Regions from separate parts of the Mus musculus genome. Here all the other regions are linked to region 3. A link is a contact called in public Micro-C and promoter capture Hi-C data. All regions are on one chromosome and are shown on one strand. Each heading gives the region's core, a stretch centred on a gene start, on an enhancer-like site or on the middle of the called end of the contact. The rest is flanking DNA. Distances are from core to core; before and after follow the strand shown.

Region 1 (2,700 bases), core at 75-2,574, 350 kb before region 3:
TTAGATCTCACAGAACTAGTGACTTCCGGCATTTCCACTGTGGAGGCTTATAAAGTGGACCCACTTTAGCACTGCAATTCCCCCCAGCCTTAAAATCCCCTCAACATCAAATCAAGGGATACCAGGCATCTCCAGCTCTTTTTCAGACAAGTGCTTCAGCTAGCTAGTCAAAATTTGGACACTTTTAAAAATTGGTATTTTGGTTTTTTAAAACTTTAACCATATTAAAGCTTGAATCTCCACTCACTGGCCCATATTGATAAACTCAGCTTGTTCGGGTTCCTTCCACCATTATCCAGTATCCTTACAATCCACTCCCCACACTACTTTGATAAAACTCAAACCCCAATGTGGGGACACAACACAAGGGAGGTGGGTGCCATCCAGGTACGACAGTCCTTACATGTTTCATAGAATTAACAACTCAACACCCAGAGATCACAGAGAACCATTCACAGAGACGTAATTGGCCTTAGTGAGCATGGTGGTGCATTCCAGAACATGGGAGGCCAAGGCAAGCAGCTCTCTGTGAGTTTGAGGCCAGCCTGGTCTATGTAGTGAATTCCAGGCTAATCGAGGCTACATAGTGAGAGACCCTGCCTCAAGAAACATAACAATGAAACTAACCCCTAAGACTTTTATTTATGGTTCATAGCATGTAGAACCCTTCCATGCTGTTCTGGAGCAGCGGGGATCTGAGGGGGTGTGCTGTCTCTCTGCTGTGTGCAGACTCTGAGTAACTTGAAGTACTGCATCCTAGATATTGTGCAATTCGATGCCTGTCAGCCATTTCCCCAAGAAAAGGCTTGAGGATTCTTTGTCCTCTGTCTTCCCCTCTTTCTCAGCCATCATGGCGATCACACACTGTCTACATGTCCTCTGTTCCCTCAAATAACCGCCCTTATACTAGATCTGTTGTATGGGGTGATTCTCAGGGGACACCTAGGCATGGGCCTGCCATGGCCCCCTCCCCGCATTATATTTCATAACAGGCAGTAATGCATGAATGAAAAAAATGAAGACAGGACTGCTCCTGAGTATGGGTCAGGAAGTTTACTGTAGATATGAGGGAAAACGCAGCCAGAGGTGTCTGGAAGTGTCCATACAGAACCGAGCTGGGCCAGCAGACTGAGGGGGAGAGCGAGAGAGGGAAAGAGAGGAACCAAGAGGCCAGAGGCCAGGAGCGACCCAGGAGACTAAGAGGCCACATAGCCAAATGGCTGGGTTGTAGAGGGAAAAGAAGCTGGGAGAGGTTGAGGGTAGGGTGTAGGGTCTGAAGCACTGAGGGAGCCAAGACTGTAACAGATATTGGCTGAGCTAGACTGGCACCAGTGTCTGCTTTGATGTGTTAAAAAGGCACCCCAGGAAGTCATTGTTCTGAGTTTGAGATCTAACATCCAGGCTTTTGTTGATGATAAAGAGGAGGCAAGGCCTGTTCTATAACTACTTCCTGCTGAACCTACTGCATTGGTGAGGGGTGGGTGGGGGGAGCAGGAAGGCTGGTATGATGACCAAAGAATGGGGAGAGAGGCCTGGGGGCTGGGAGAGATCTGTTTCACTAGCTGCTCGGCTTCTGTAGGACCATCTGGGGCTAGGGAGGTGCAGGCTAGCATTGGTTCTGGAAAAGTCCCTAGAGATAGAGCCAAGATTAAAGTAGAGGTCACCTATCCCTCCCCAGAATTCCCCTAATGTGATATAAATAGGGCCTGTCAGCTCACTTTGGTGGTGGTGGGGGTGTCTCTCCATCTTTGTAGATAGATGGTAGAATCCAGCATGCTGGACTTCTGCAGAATAAAACACTTTTTGCGTTTATATACTATTTGAGTCTGGGCTATCATTCTTTGGTGAATTGTGGACCCTTACAATGGTATAGTGAGTACTTTACTGGGCTAGACTAGTAGTTTATCAGAACTCCATTGATGAGTATTAAAACTGGGAGCAGTCAAAGTCGTACGCCTTAATCCACTCTCTTATAACTTGCATTTACACATCACAACTTAAGATTTCACATCCTCAAACTTTTGCAGCTAGCATTTATACGCCTTAGAACACTTGCTTAGACACTTAGAACTTACAAAAATTTTAACCCCACCCCCTTTCATCCCAGTACCATGAGACACAAGTGGTTGATTGCTATGAGCAGCCATGGCAAGGGGAGTTTCTTTAAATTGAGGAGCAGTACAAGGTTACACTGAAACTAGTTTGAAGAATTTGACTTCATCAGCTCAAAGCCAGCTGGCGAGGTAAACTGTCTGGCTTTCTCAGCAGGAGATCTCAGCTCTAGAAACAGTGAGTAGAGAAGGCAGCTTCAGGCTTGAGGATGGCGCTGGTTGCTTGATGCTGTTAGCAAAGCTACTGTTTTCCTAGTCCTCAATGCCATCAGGTATATGAGAAGTGTAAATTATAGCAGGAAGTATATTCCAAACGGCCTATGTATCAATTAAAATGGCTCACATGGTCACGGTAGCTTCACTGGGGACAGTGGTTGGTCTTGGCTGCCATACAGGATAGCATTAAATATTCAGCTACTACACACAGCAGACTCAGCCTTTTTCTGCCAGACCGAGAAGGTCTGAGAGATTTTCCTGGAGAGATGGAACCTGGGAAAACTGACCTGAGTTTAACAAGGCTCAGTATGGCAGACAAACTGTTAAGGGTCTGGAATTGTTCAGAGAGTCACCCATCTGACTACTAATAAAT
Region 2 (2,700 bases), core at 98-2,597, 330 kb after region 3:
AAAGCTAAAACTTCAACTGCTCAGCTATAGGAGCCTGATTCAGCAGCAGAGGCAGAGTCCCTGAATAGAATCCTCCAGTCACAGGCTGTGGGAGTGATGGTAGAGCACAGGGTGTCTGGGTCACTATTCTACTGCTATGAAGAGACACCATGATCAAAGCTTGTTTCAGAGGCTTAGTCCATTAACATGGCAGAAAGCATGGCTCCCTGCTATTTCCAATCATTCAAATACATAGATGTATGGGGGCCACTGTTAGTCAAACCATCACACTCTGCTACCTGTCTCGATAAGCCTTTGCCCATATCATAATGCCAAATGCGTTCAGCCCAACTTCAAAAGTCCCCACCATCTATTGCAATCCCAATATTTTTTAAAAATCTAAATGTCAAACTTTTATGATACTCATGACAATCTCTTCATTGTAATTCCCTGTAAAATCAAAATCAAAAAGCAGACCACATAATCCAATGTGTTATGGCATAAAATATACTTTACCATTTCTTAATGGGAAGGCAGTATAGTGAGGAAACACTGGACCATAGCAAGACTAAAAACCAAAGGTGGAGGCCAAACTCTGCATCTCCATGCTGATGTCAAAGCACTCTTCAGATGCTTTACTCTTTCGGCTATGTTGGCTGTAACACACTTGTCTCTCTCAGGCTGGTTTCACCTCAGTCTGCAGCTCTCTGCAGCTGGGATCCCATAGTTCTGGCATCTTCAACATCTTGTGGTCTCCGACATAATCCAGGTTCACAGCTTCACTCAATGCCCTCTCTTGGCCACTATGCAGGAACTCTCCTATACTACAACTGCCTTCAGGGCATTTCCTTCATTACTAAGGGAGGCTCAAGAACCCTTTTCTTGTATCCTTGACTCTAAAGCCAGAACCAAGTGTTTCTTGTATCCTTGACTCTAAAGCCAGAACCAAGTGGCCAAAGCTGGCATGTTCTGCTGCTCGATGGTCTGGACCTTGGCCCCATCCGATTCTATGTCCACTATCTTTCTGGAACTGATGGCCTTCCTCGTGCTGAAGCTGGAACTGATGGCCTCCCTCATGCTGAAGCTGTACTGATGGCCTCCCTCATGCTGAAGCTGGAACTGATGGCCTCCCTCATGCTGAAGCTGGAACTGATGGCCTCCCTCATGCTGAAGCTTTTCCTCTTCCTTCTCACAGGCTGGAGGCTTCGCTGGGTGGGGTGTTGCCCTGAGGTCAGCACTCCCTTTATAGCATTCAGAATCAGGCTTTTCCTTAAGCCTTCACGGTGCTTCTTTTCTCCTCACACTCCACACTGCATAGTTCTTTCTGTCTGGCTTGCTCCTCCTCATGCTGGATCTCCATGAGAGCGACTGCTAATAACCACAAGACACAGTCAACACAAGGCTGTCTGGAAATCTCCCCTGCTTATGCCAGTAATACAAAACTCATCAACTTAGCTTCAGGCAGATTTTTAGGATGAGGACAAAAATCACCCACTTTTTTTCCTCAGTATATGACTAGAATGGTTTAGGCCATGTACTGTTTGCCTCTGAAACTTCTTGAGCTGCCCCCCACCCCCAGCTCAAATTGCCCTTGTCTTGCATTCTCCTCCTAGGATGACCCACTAAGCTCTACTAATCAAAAAGCACTTAATAATTTTGTAGTGGAAAGTCCTAAAGTCTTCCATATTCCTTCAACAAACAGCATGGTCAGGCTTGTCACAGCAATACTCCAGTCCCTGGTACCAACTCCTGTCTTGGTCACTGTTCTATTGCTTTGAAGAGATACCACAAGTCCAAGCAACTCTTACCAAAGGAAGCATTTAACTGGGGGCTGGCTTACACTTTCAGAGGTTTAGTCCTTTATCAGAGCAGGAACATGGCAGCAGGCAGGCATGATGCTGAAGAAGTAGCTGAGACTTAGATCCTGATCCATATGCAGAGAGGCAGAGAAAGAGAAATGGACTCACATGTGCTTTTAAAATCTTGATGCTCATACCCAGTGATAGACTTTTTCCAAGAAGGCCACGCCTGCTCACCTTTTAAATCCTTTCAAGGAGTTCCACTCCCTGAAGACTAAGCATTCAAATATATGAGCTATGGGGGCATTCTCAGTCAAACCACAACCTGCCTAGAATCCCCCAGTGAAGGGCTGGGAGCCTGGCTCAGTGGTAGTACTGACACCTGACGTATGTGACTCCTGTATTTGTGCCATAATTACTCTTCTTCTTCCAAACATGCACACACACACACACACACACACACACACACACACACACACACACACTAATTGGAAGCAAAGGGTAAGTAAAACTGGAAAAGCTGTTTTCTTGAGTGCACCAGAAGCTAGGTTTGAGAAACACTGGATTTAACTCATAGCCAATGCTGTGTCCTTGGATATTCACCACCCATACAACCTACAGATACAACAAAAAAAGAAAACCATTTATTGATTCTCACAATAAAAGCAAAGTGCCATATTGAAGCCGGCAAGAAGACTCCATACCAGCTAGCCTGACCTCTTAGTGTGGCAGAAACAAGAGACCCTGCCCGTGGCCTGCAAATGCCTTGGCAGGTACAGGCCCGGGGACCTGAGTTCAATCCTTGAAACACACACAGTGGAAGGAGAGAGCTGACTTTCTGTAATTTACATCTGCCTCTACCACAGGTGCTGCAGCACACTGGTGTACACACACACACACTCACACACACACACACACACAC
Region 3 (2,700 bases), core at 19-2,518:
GTCCCACCCCAGGACCGAAGTCCCTCCTGCAGGTCTTCACCTAGGCCACGTCTCGCCAATGTTATAGCCCCCCGCCTCAGACTGCCCAGTTTTTTTTTTCGTTTTTTTTTTAAAGATTTATTTATTATTATGTGTAAGTACACTGTAGCTGTCTTCAGATGCACCAGAAGAGGGCGTCAGATCTCATTATAGATGGTTGTGACCCACCATGTGGTTGCTGGGATTTGAACTAAGGACCTTCGGAAAAGCAGTCCGTGCTCTTAACCACTGAGCCATCTCTCCAGCCCCCGACTGCCCAGTTTCTAATCAGAACTTTTGCACCAGCCTAGCCTTAGTCTGGCCCCCATTTCCCAGACAAGTTCCAGGAACAGAAAGGCTAAGTAACTGTCCTGAACCACACAGCCAGTTTTGACCCCAGGTGGCAGCCCCACTCCAGGGTCCCCTCCTCCCGGGGTTGGATTTCACAGTAAGAACTGTCCTGTCTGAGCCCCGAGATCCGGTCTGCAATTTAGAGCCGGTCCCTTTGTGCCAGATATCCTTTCTTCAACAAGAGCCCCTCCCCTTTGCACCCCCACCCCTCCCCCCTCTAGCTCCCAGACCACCCAGGCCCCGCCAGAGATCTTTTCCCACCCCATTAATCATCTCCGGTCTCCCGCGGACTAGAGAGGGCTTTCCGAGTTATTCACCGTGCCAAACCCTGACTCAATTCCTTCCCCATTTCCCTCTACTTTCTCAACACCATTTCCCCCGCATTTCCTGGAGGAAGAAGGCTGAGGACATAACATAGTAAAAGACAAGTGTATTCGAGGGACAGGCCCTGGGCTCCCGCTGAACTCTGTGGACCTTTGAGATGTAGACCCCTGAGCCCCTGTCTTGTCCCAAAGTGGGATCCCCACACAGACCAAAACACTGTGGGGAGTGGCTGTGAGGTCACATGTCCAGTTATCATTCAACCCCTAGCTGTGAGGCTTTGGACCAGCTTCTTAACCTCTCTGTTCCTCCGCGTCCTCCAGTGTGCCAGGCACTGTGCACCAGGGATCAGCGTTTACTAAATGAATGCCTGCGGGAGTCTGACTGTGCCACGTGGAGCCTGAGAACACACCCGGAGAATAGCTGGATAGAAGGGTGGAGCGCTGGGCCATCCTCCTCTAGCTCACGCCCGGTGCCACCACGCAGCTCTTACCTGGGACACAGGTAGTCGCCAGCAACAGCAGCAGCAGCAGCCGCCTTGGGAGTCCCATGGGTTCTTCCTTCACCTCTGCTCTAGACTGACCGAGGGGAAGAAGACAGTTTTGTGACCCTAGGGCTCCTCCCACTGTTTGCTAAAGAGTGAGTCAGCTCCAGGGGTTGCCTCGCCTCCCCCCGCCCCGCCCCCGCCCCCCCCCCCCAGCCCTTCCTCTTCCATAGTTCAAGAAACTCTGCCCCTTCCATACATAGTAAGATGCAGTCTCAAAAAAGGAGGGAGGGAAAGAGGGAGGGAGGAACGGAGGGAGAGAGGGAGGGAGAAGGAGGGATGAGGGAGAGAGAGAGAGAGAGAGAGAGAGAGAGAGACTATGATGGAGAAAGGAAGACAACCAAATAGCAAGGGTTAGAATCCTCTCTAGCCTTGGCTATTTCTTACCAATCAGAGTTTATGTTTTCAAAGTTTGTTTTATTTGAGTTTCTCCAGAGAGAGTCTTGCTATGAAGACCAGCCTTGAACTCAGGAACCTCCTGCCTCAGTCTCCCCCGAGTCTGGATCATGGGCACGCTACCATCCTTGGCCGAGGCGGTACAATTCCATGTAGGGAAATCATGTGGAACACTAACTTGCCAAACTAGAGGGCAAAATTCCTTCAGCTCCTGACCAAGGACCTCCTGGGTACTGGGCACTGTTCCAGGAACTGGAACACAGCAGGAAACACAAGGACGCCACCCTCTGCCATTACGATGGGGAGGATACATTAGTTATCTAATCTCTCCCATCAGTCGGAAACCAGGGGAAAAACAAGTTGAAAGAGGAACAAACTGTAGGGAGAGAGGTAAATGGCTTAATTGCTTTGGGAGGGTGATGCGGAGGGCAGCCAGGAAAGGTGTGCAAGAAGTCTAGTGGATTCCTACAGAAAGCCTTTGAGGGAGAGGAAAGAGTCATCGCAAAAGCCCTGAGGGCAAAGAATCACTCAGAGCGGCTCAGTGTGGCTGATGAGTGGGAACCAGAGAGAGCAGAGAGCAATGAGTAGCACCCGTACAGTAGTGATGTCACTGCTGTGAGTACCGAGTCACTGAAGCCTGAGCTGGGAAACACGGAACCCAAGGTCTCCTGCAGGATTGACAAGGAGTCTACCACTGAGCCACGCCCCCAGCCCCTCACTGGGGGAGGCTAGGCAGAGGCTCTACCACTGTGCCACGCCCCCAGCCCCTCCCTGGGGGATTCTAGGCAGGGGCTCTACCACTGAGCCACGCCCCCAGCCCCTCACTGGGGGATTCTAGGCAGGGGCTCTACCACTGAGCCATGCCCCCAGCCCCTCATTGGGGGATTCTAGGCAGGGGCTCTACCACTGAGCCACGCCTCCAGCCCCTCACTGGGGGAGGCTAGGCAGAGGCTCTACCACTGAGCCACACCCCAACCCCTCACTGGGGGAGGCTAGGCAGGGGCTCCACCACTGAGCCACACACCCAGCTTGGCTTGATTTAATGTCAAGATAAGGTAAAAGGTGAAAAA
Region 4 (2,700 bases), core at 104-2,603, 350 kb after region 3:
GAGTTATATTTATTAATTTGGATAGAACCCGTACAGCATTTAGTTTTAAATGTTTATATTTCATACTTATTCTTTATGTCCAAGCATTTCTCTATCCCGTCCAGAATTAATTAAAAAATATTAGGGTAACTTCATAAGTGGATCTGCTAATGAGTAAAGAGAGCCTCACTCCTCAGAACAGACAGATTGACAGAAGGATGCTAAGGTCTACCCCTGTGTATTAGTTACTTTTTGTTGCTGTGATCAAACACCATGAATAAGGTGTGGAAGAAAGCGTTTATTTTGGCTTTCAGTTCCATAATAGTAGGGACAGCATGGCAGGTGGCAGACTTGTCAACAGGAGCAAGAAGCTGAGAGCTCCCTTCTGAAACTCAAGCATAGCGAGCAAACACCTTGGAGGCTGACCCCGCCCCATGACGTATTTCTCCAGCAAGGCCACACCAGCCAAACCTCCAGAAACAGCACCCCGCCCTCTAAACTGTGGACCTGGCATCCAAAGGTTGGACCCTACGGGGTCATTTCTCATTCAAACGACTGCACCACTACCACGTTCTCTGATGCCTCTTTCCCCTGCAGCACTTTTTATATAAAGGATTAAGAAGACAACTTGCTCGGAGAAACCGGACTTCAGCTAACACCTCTCCCGGCCCCCGTAAGGCACAGTGGACACTGCACACAAAGCTGGGAACGATTGTCTCAACAAAAACAAAACAAGTCATTAAGGACTTTGATAATGGGGACAGGCTGGGTCCAGAGACCCTACAGCAGGAGCTCTGAGACCATCCGTGGGTCACTAAAGCGTCCAGCTTCTCTGAAATTGGAAAGCACCGATAGTAAATGTCCCATTTCCTACCGCGCGTCAGCAGTTTTGAGCCTTGCAGGAAACTCTAGATCACTCTTGGATAGGTACCAAGGCGTGGTGGAAAGCATGGAGGCAGAGATGGAGAGTCTGAACTCCACTGCTGGGAGATGGCATCGTGACCAGAGCTAGGGAGGCGGCTGGGGGTGCCCATCGCCCAGGAGACCCTCCATCCAGGTGACTGACAGCCCCGGGCCAGGCCTGAGTCAGTGTGTGCAATCGCAGCACACTCGGGCATGCTCTTCCAAAGTAAGTTCACGTTCTACCTTTCCGAGGCAGACTTCCTTACCCAGGATACAAGCCTGGTGGCTATCACCCAGGGCAACCTGAAAAGGATCGCTCACACTCGGGAGGGGTCAGTAAAGGGGAGGGCTCACCTTTCTGAAAGGAACGGAACAAGGCCTCACACACCTGGGGCGGAAGTGACTCTTCCCGCATAGGCAGCCAGGACTACACTTCCCAGAATTCCCGAAGGTTGCGGGGAGAACAGTCTCCTGCAGTCTCCTGCAGAGGATCTTGCACACTGAGGATTCCCAAACTACATTTCCCAACCGGAAGGATGGCCTCTCAGCCCCCCCCCCCCACCTGCAGCGGAAGTTATCTTATCATCCCGGGGATGGGAGGGTCATGAACTACATTTCCCAGAATTTTCAGAGTCCTTGCCTTCCCCGAGCGGAAGTGCCATGGAGTAAGGAAACCGGACTTCAGACTTTTGAAAGTCCTTGGCATACCCTAAGCCAAAAATCTTCGAACCACGATGCTTTCCCTGCTTTCTGTGGAAGATTGGGATAAACAGCGCTTTCCCCAGAGCACGTCAGGGACTGCTTGGGTCTACAGTTCACGGGATCTGCAGGGCCTGCCTTAACCCCAGCGGACCTCCCTTCCAGATCATTTGCATAGTCCTGAGTTTAGGGATTCCCCTTATTATTATTATTATTATTTTTTATATTTTTTATTAGGCATTTTCCTCATTTACATTTCCAATGCTATCCCAAAAGTCCCCCTCCCCCCACTCCCCTACTCACCCACTCCCCCTTTTTGGCCCTGGAGTTCCCCTGTACTGGGGCATATAAAGTTTGCATGTCCAATGGGCCTCTCTTTCCAGTGATGGCCGACTAGGCCATCTTTTGATACATATGCAGCTAGAGTCAAGAGCTCCGGGGTACTGGGTAGTTCATAATGTTGTTCCACCTATAGGGTTGCAGATCCCTTTAGCTCCTTGGCTACTTTCTCTAGCTCCTCCATTGGGAGCCCTGTGATCCATCCAATAGCTGATTGTGAGCATCCACTTCTGTGTTTGCTAGGCCCCGGCATAGTCTCACAAGAGACAGCTATATTAGGGTCCTTTCAGCAAAATCTTGCTAGTTTATGCAATGGTGTCAGGGTTTGGAGGCTGATTATGGGATGGGATTCCCCTTATTTAATTCTGCTGATTATCACTATTCACCTTCAGCTCTCCAACCTCCACTGTCTTTATAAAAATCTTGGAAAAGAAAAGCTTTTCAAACGTGACACTAGGACAAACTCAACGTAACTAATCCCCACCCAGTTCAAGAAGCAATTCTATAAAAAGCATGGAAGCAGGAATGCAGAAAAAGGTAAATCAAGTACAAAGGAACTGAATTAATAATTTTAAATATTTAATGTATGTGTGCGTGTGTGCACATGTGTGCTTGGGCACATGTATATGCACCATTGCGTGTAGTGCCCAAGAAAACTAGAAGAGGACGTCTGTTTCCCACCTCCCTCCCCCATAACTTGACTTTACAAACCCGTTAGCCAACTGACGTGGGTGCCGGGTCCTCTACAAAAGTGGTGCGTGCTTTTAACAGCAGAGTGAG
Region 5 (2,700 bases), core at 91-2,590, 380 kb after region 3:
CATGCAACAGCGAAGGCTGAGGAGGAGGTACCCTGCCCAGATGAGCTGCTTTGGAGTCTTGTAGGCACCTCCAGAGACGCAGCTTCCCTGAGTCATCACTCCCGTGGGCTTTTCAGTGCCATAGCTGACTCATCCTGCTCCTGTAAGAAACCCTTCACTCATACTTCCGTAGGGAACAACAATAAACCCACTGGCTCACTGGGCTAAACAGCGGCCACTGCTCTGCTTGGCTGTCATGCCTGGTCTAGGAACAGAAGCCACATACATCTCCAACAAACAGGACACCCCCAGGCTTGCAAGAACAGTGTCTGCCCAGGTAGGAGAACCACGTCTTCAGAACGTAGGCTGGTGATTCCGACACCAACACTTGCTCACGAATACAGTGTGGGCTTAGATCTAGTACAGAAACAGTGGCATGGTTCCTCTCTTTGGGAAAAAGAGTCTGTGCATTGGAAGGCTCTCCACTAAATACGCAGGGGAGGAGGGGAGTTCCTGGTACTTTTGTACGTACACAGAGGAAACTGCTCAGGTCACACCCACCTCTGCACCTACCCTCAGGGTCTCTCCCTACCCTCAGAGCTGATTCTGCATATGCACCTAGGGCCACCAGAGTCAGTTATTAGGAGCTGTTGGTGACACACCCTGTCACCTTAGAGGCCCCGCCACAATGTCTCTCTGTGGCGATAATACCTCTTTTAAAACTTTTTTGTCTAAAACGCAAGGCACCTTAGTGTCCCCTCGGGCCTTTCAATTATCTGCCCTTTGCCTAGGCCCTGTTTTCCATCCTTTTGGACATCCTCGGTCCCACAGTCCCACCACACAAAACCAACCATCCGCGCATGCGCACAACTGTGCACTCTTTACAGCCTCCCGAGACCCTGAGTCCTATTCTGAGGCACAGGAACCCCAAGTCACTGACACCAACGCGTCCAGATTCCCGCCTAGACCCTGCGCATGCGCACATCGACCACTGTAAGCGTCCCACATCTAACACCAACCTGGACGTCCGTGAGCCCGTGGTGAGGACCGGGGCGGGTCTGAGCCACTCACGACTCAGCGTCAGAACGAAACTGTGCTCACCGCTTCCTGCCCCGATCCTGAAGCACACCCGGCATGACTCGAGTGGCGGGGGTCTGGCTTCCACTTCGAGTCAGCATCCGCCAGGTCGCTCCGTGTAGACTGAGCCCAGCCACAAAGCTGAGCCATAGAAGACGCCTTCACACACATACACACACACACACTCACACGCACGCACGCACACACACAAACACATACAAACACACACACACACTCACACAAATGGCTGCACTGCCGGCTAAACCCGGAAGTAGGGGGTTATCAGCTCAATGGAACTACAATTCCCAGAACTCTCAGCGGCTTACGCAGCCGCTGTCAGAACTCAGCGCCAAGGGGCGAGGCCTCGAACTCGAGTGAGGCTGCGCAGTCCATCCCAGTCCTTTCAGGGTGGTGGCCAATGGGAAAGTCCTCTTGTAAGCCAAGATTGAAGCTGGCTTTGACACTGCCAAGTCTGGAAGACTAGCGATGTCCATGTTGTACAGTTCAAAAAGTTCTAATCATGCGGGCAGAATGGCTCAGCAGATAAAGGCGCTTTGCCGCCAATCATGATGATACGAGTTGGATTCCCAGAACCCCGTAAATAAATAAATCTAATCGCCCCACCTCCAATCCCCCACACACTATATAACTCTGTCTGGCCTGGAATTTACAGATGACCACCTGCCTCTGCTTCTCAAATGCTGGGATTAAAGGTATGAACTATCACACCCATCTTTTAAAAACTGATTTTTTATTTAATAGCTGTCAGTGTTAGGTCTCAAAGAAACCCAGGACAAATGGCTAAGGTGCCTGTTAACATATCCGGGTAAATGTTGGCTAGCTCTCCCAGCATCCCACTCCCTAACCGGAACCTCTCCTTTCCCCAGCTTTTCCTTTCAACATAAACTCATACATATTGGCTACGAGGTCTCCTGGTTCCCACACTTTTGATCTCTCCATCTTTGGCTCCTCTTTTTGCTCCCTATAATTAGCATATTAAAATGCCTTTTAGACATGTAAAAAATAATTAGCTTAGGACTCCTGCTCCACCCAAGGCTACACCTGATAACCAGAACTCAGAGACATCACTCCCTCATAATAACCAGATACAGTCTTAGAACCCCACTGGACAGTAATACACGCAGAGACCTAGAGCAATGCTTTGCTCTGCACATTTGGAGAGGCACCATCTTGATCTGCCCTATGGATAGAGATTCTCCGCCCAGGATCCTGAAGATCGAATCAGAGACTTCTGTTCTGGACCTCCAACACTTTTACATTCAGCTAAGATACATCACCCAGGTGAACAGCACTGGGGAGATAGTTGGAAACATAGAGTTTGAATTTTGTGTGATGACCCTCAGCATAATAAAACATATCTTTTGATATACTAACTATATGTGTTTACCTTCTTGGTCACGAAACTCCCTCTCCTCTTTCACTCTCTCCCCCCACACTCACTCTCCACTCATGGCTCCGTTCAGTCTAGACCCTTCCATGCCTCTGACTGTTCTCGGCCTCACAGTTTAAGCATACCTCTTTTTCTTTTTTCATTTATCTGATGCCCATAACCCGGGATTGACATAAGTGAGTTCCCTCTGAGGGACTCGGCAGCTCTGAACCAAGCTGTGGATCTGGCTCTCT

The links. Promoter capture Hi-C pulls out the DNA fragments that hold promoters and counts their contacts. Hi-C and Micro-C count contacts between places; a contact is called where the count stands out from the background. Capture Hi-C pulls out chosen DNA fragments and counts their contacts.
Region 1: a contact with region 3 is called in a promoter capture Hi-C map of embryonic stem cells. The contact joins the enhancer-like site here to the promoter of Plaur in region 3. A contact is called at or near these places in 5 of 39 promoter capture datasets (the HPC-7 cell line, cranial neural crest, embryonic stem cells and 2 more), 2 of 484 Hi-C or Micro-C datasets (B cells and pro-B cells), 1 of 115 datasets of contacts at active chromatin or transcription factors (pancreatic cancer cells) and 1 of 9 other capture datasets (adipose tissue).
Region 2: a promoter capture Hi-C map of hematopoietic stem and progenitor cells shows a contact between it and region 3. The contact joins the promoter of Zfp235 here to the promoter of Plaur in region 3. A contact is called at or near these places in 9 of 39 promoter capture datasets (the C10 cell line, embryonic stem cells, hematopoietic stem and progenitor cells and 4 more).
Region 4: a promoter capture Hi-C map of adipose tissue shows a contact between it and region 3. The contact joins the promoter of Zfp112 here to the promoter of Plaur in region 3. A contact is called at or near these places in 3 of 39 promoter capture datasets (embryonic stem cells, liver and stem cell-derived epiblast-like cells) and 1 of 9 other capture datasets (adipose tissue).
Region 5: a Micro-C map of embryonic stem cells shows a contact between it and region 3, with 2.5 times the contacts expected there. The contact joins the promoter of Zfp180 here to the promoter of Plaur in region 3. A contact is called at or near these places in 1 of 39 promoter capture datasets (liver) and 1 of 484 Hi-C or Micro-C datasets (embryonic stem cells).

What each region holds. Positions count from the first base shown.
Region 1 is chr7:24,807,920-24,810,619 of GRCm38.p6, reverse strand. No RefSeq gene overlaps it. Among named protein-coding and RNA genes, the nearest start is that of Ceacam10, 32 kb to the right of the region's middle. Within about 2 kb of position 1,324, at least 11 of the 459 cell types and tissues checked have an H3K27ac peak or open chromatin away from gene starts, as enhancers often do. A contact at or near this core is called in embryonic stem cells, where this site is marked.
Region 2 is chr7:24,131,019-24,133,718 of GRCm38.p6, reverse strand. Zfp235 (zinc finger protein 235) reads right to left here and starts at 1,347. Exons shown (of 5, transcript NM_019941.3): 1 at 496-1,347.
Region 3 is chr7:24,461,051-24,463,750 of GRCm38.p6, reverse strand. It overlaps Plaur (plasminogen activator, urokinase receptor), which reads right to left and starts at 1,268. Exons shown (of 7, transcript NM_011113.4): 1 at 1,184-1,268. The coding sequence starts at 1,241.
Region 4 is chr7:24,110,973-24,113,672 of GRCm38.p6, reverse strand. Zfp112 (zinc finger protein 112) reads right to left here and starts at 1,353. Exons shown (of 5, transcript NM_021307.2): 1 at 1,237-1,353.
Region 5 is chr7:24,080,537-24,083,236 of GRCm38.p6, reverse strand. It overlaps Zfp180 (zinc finger protein 180), which reads right to left and starts at 1,340. Exons shown (of 5, transcript NM_001045486.2): 1 at 999-1,340.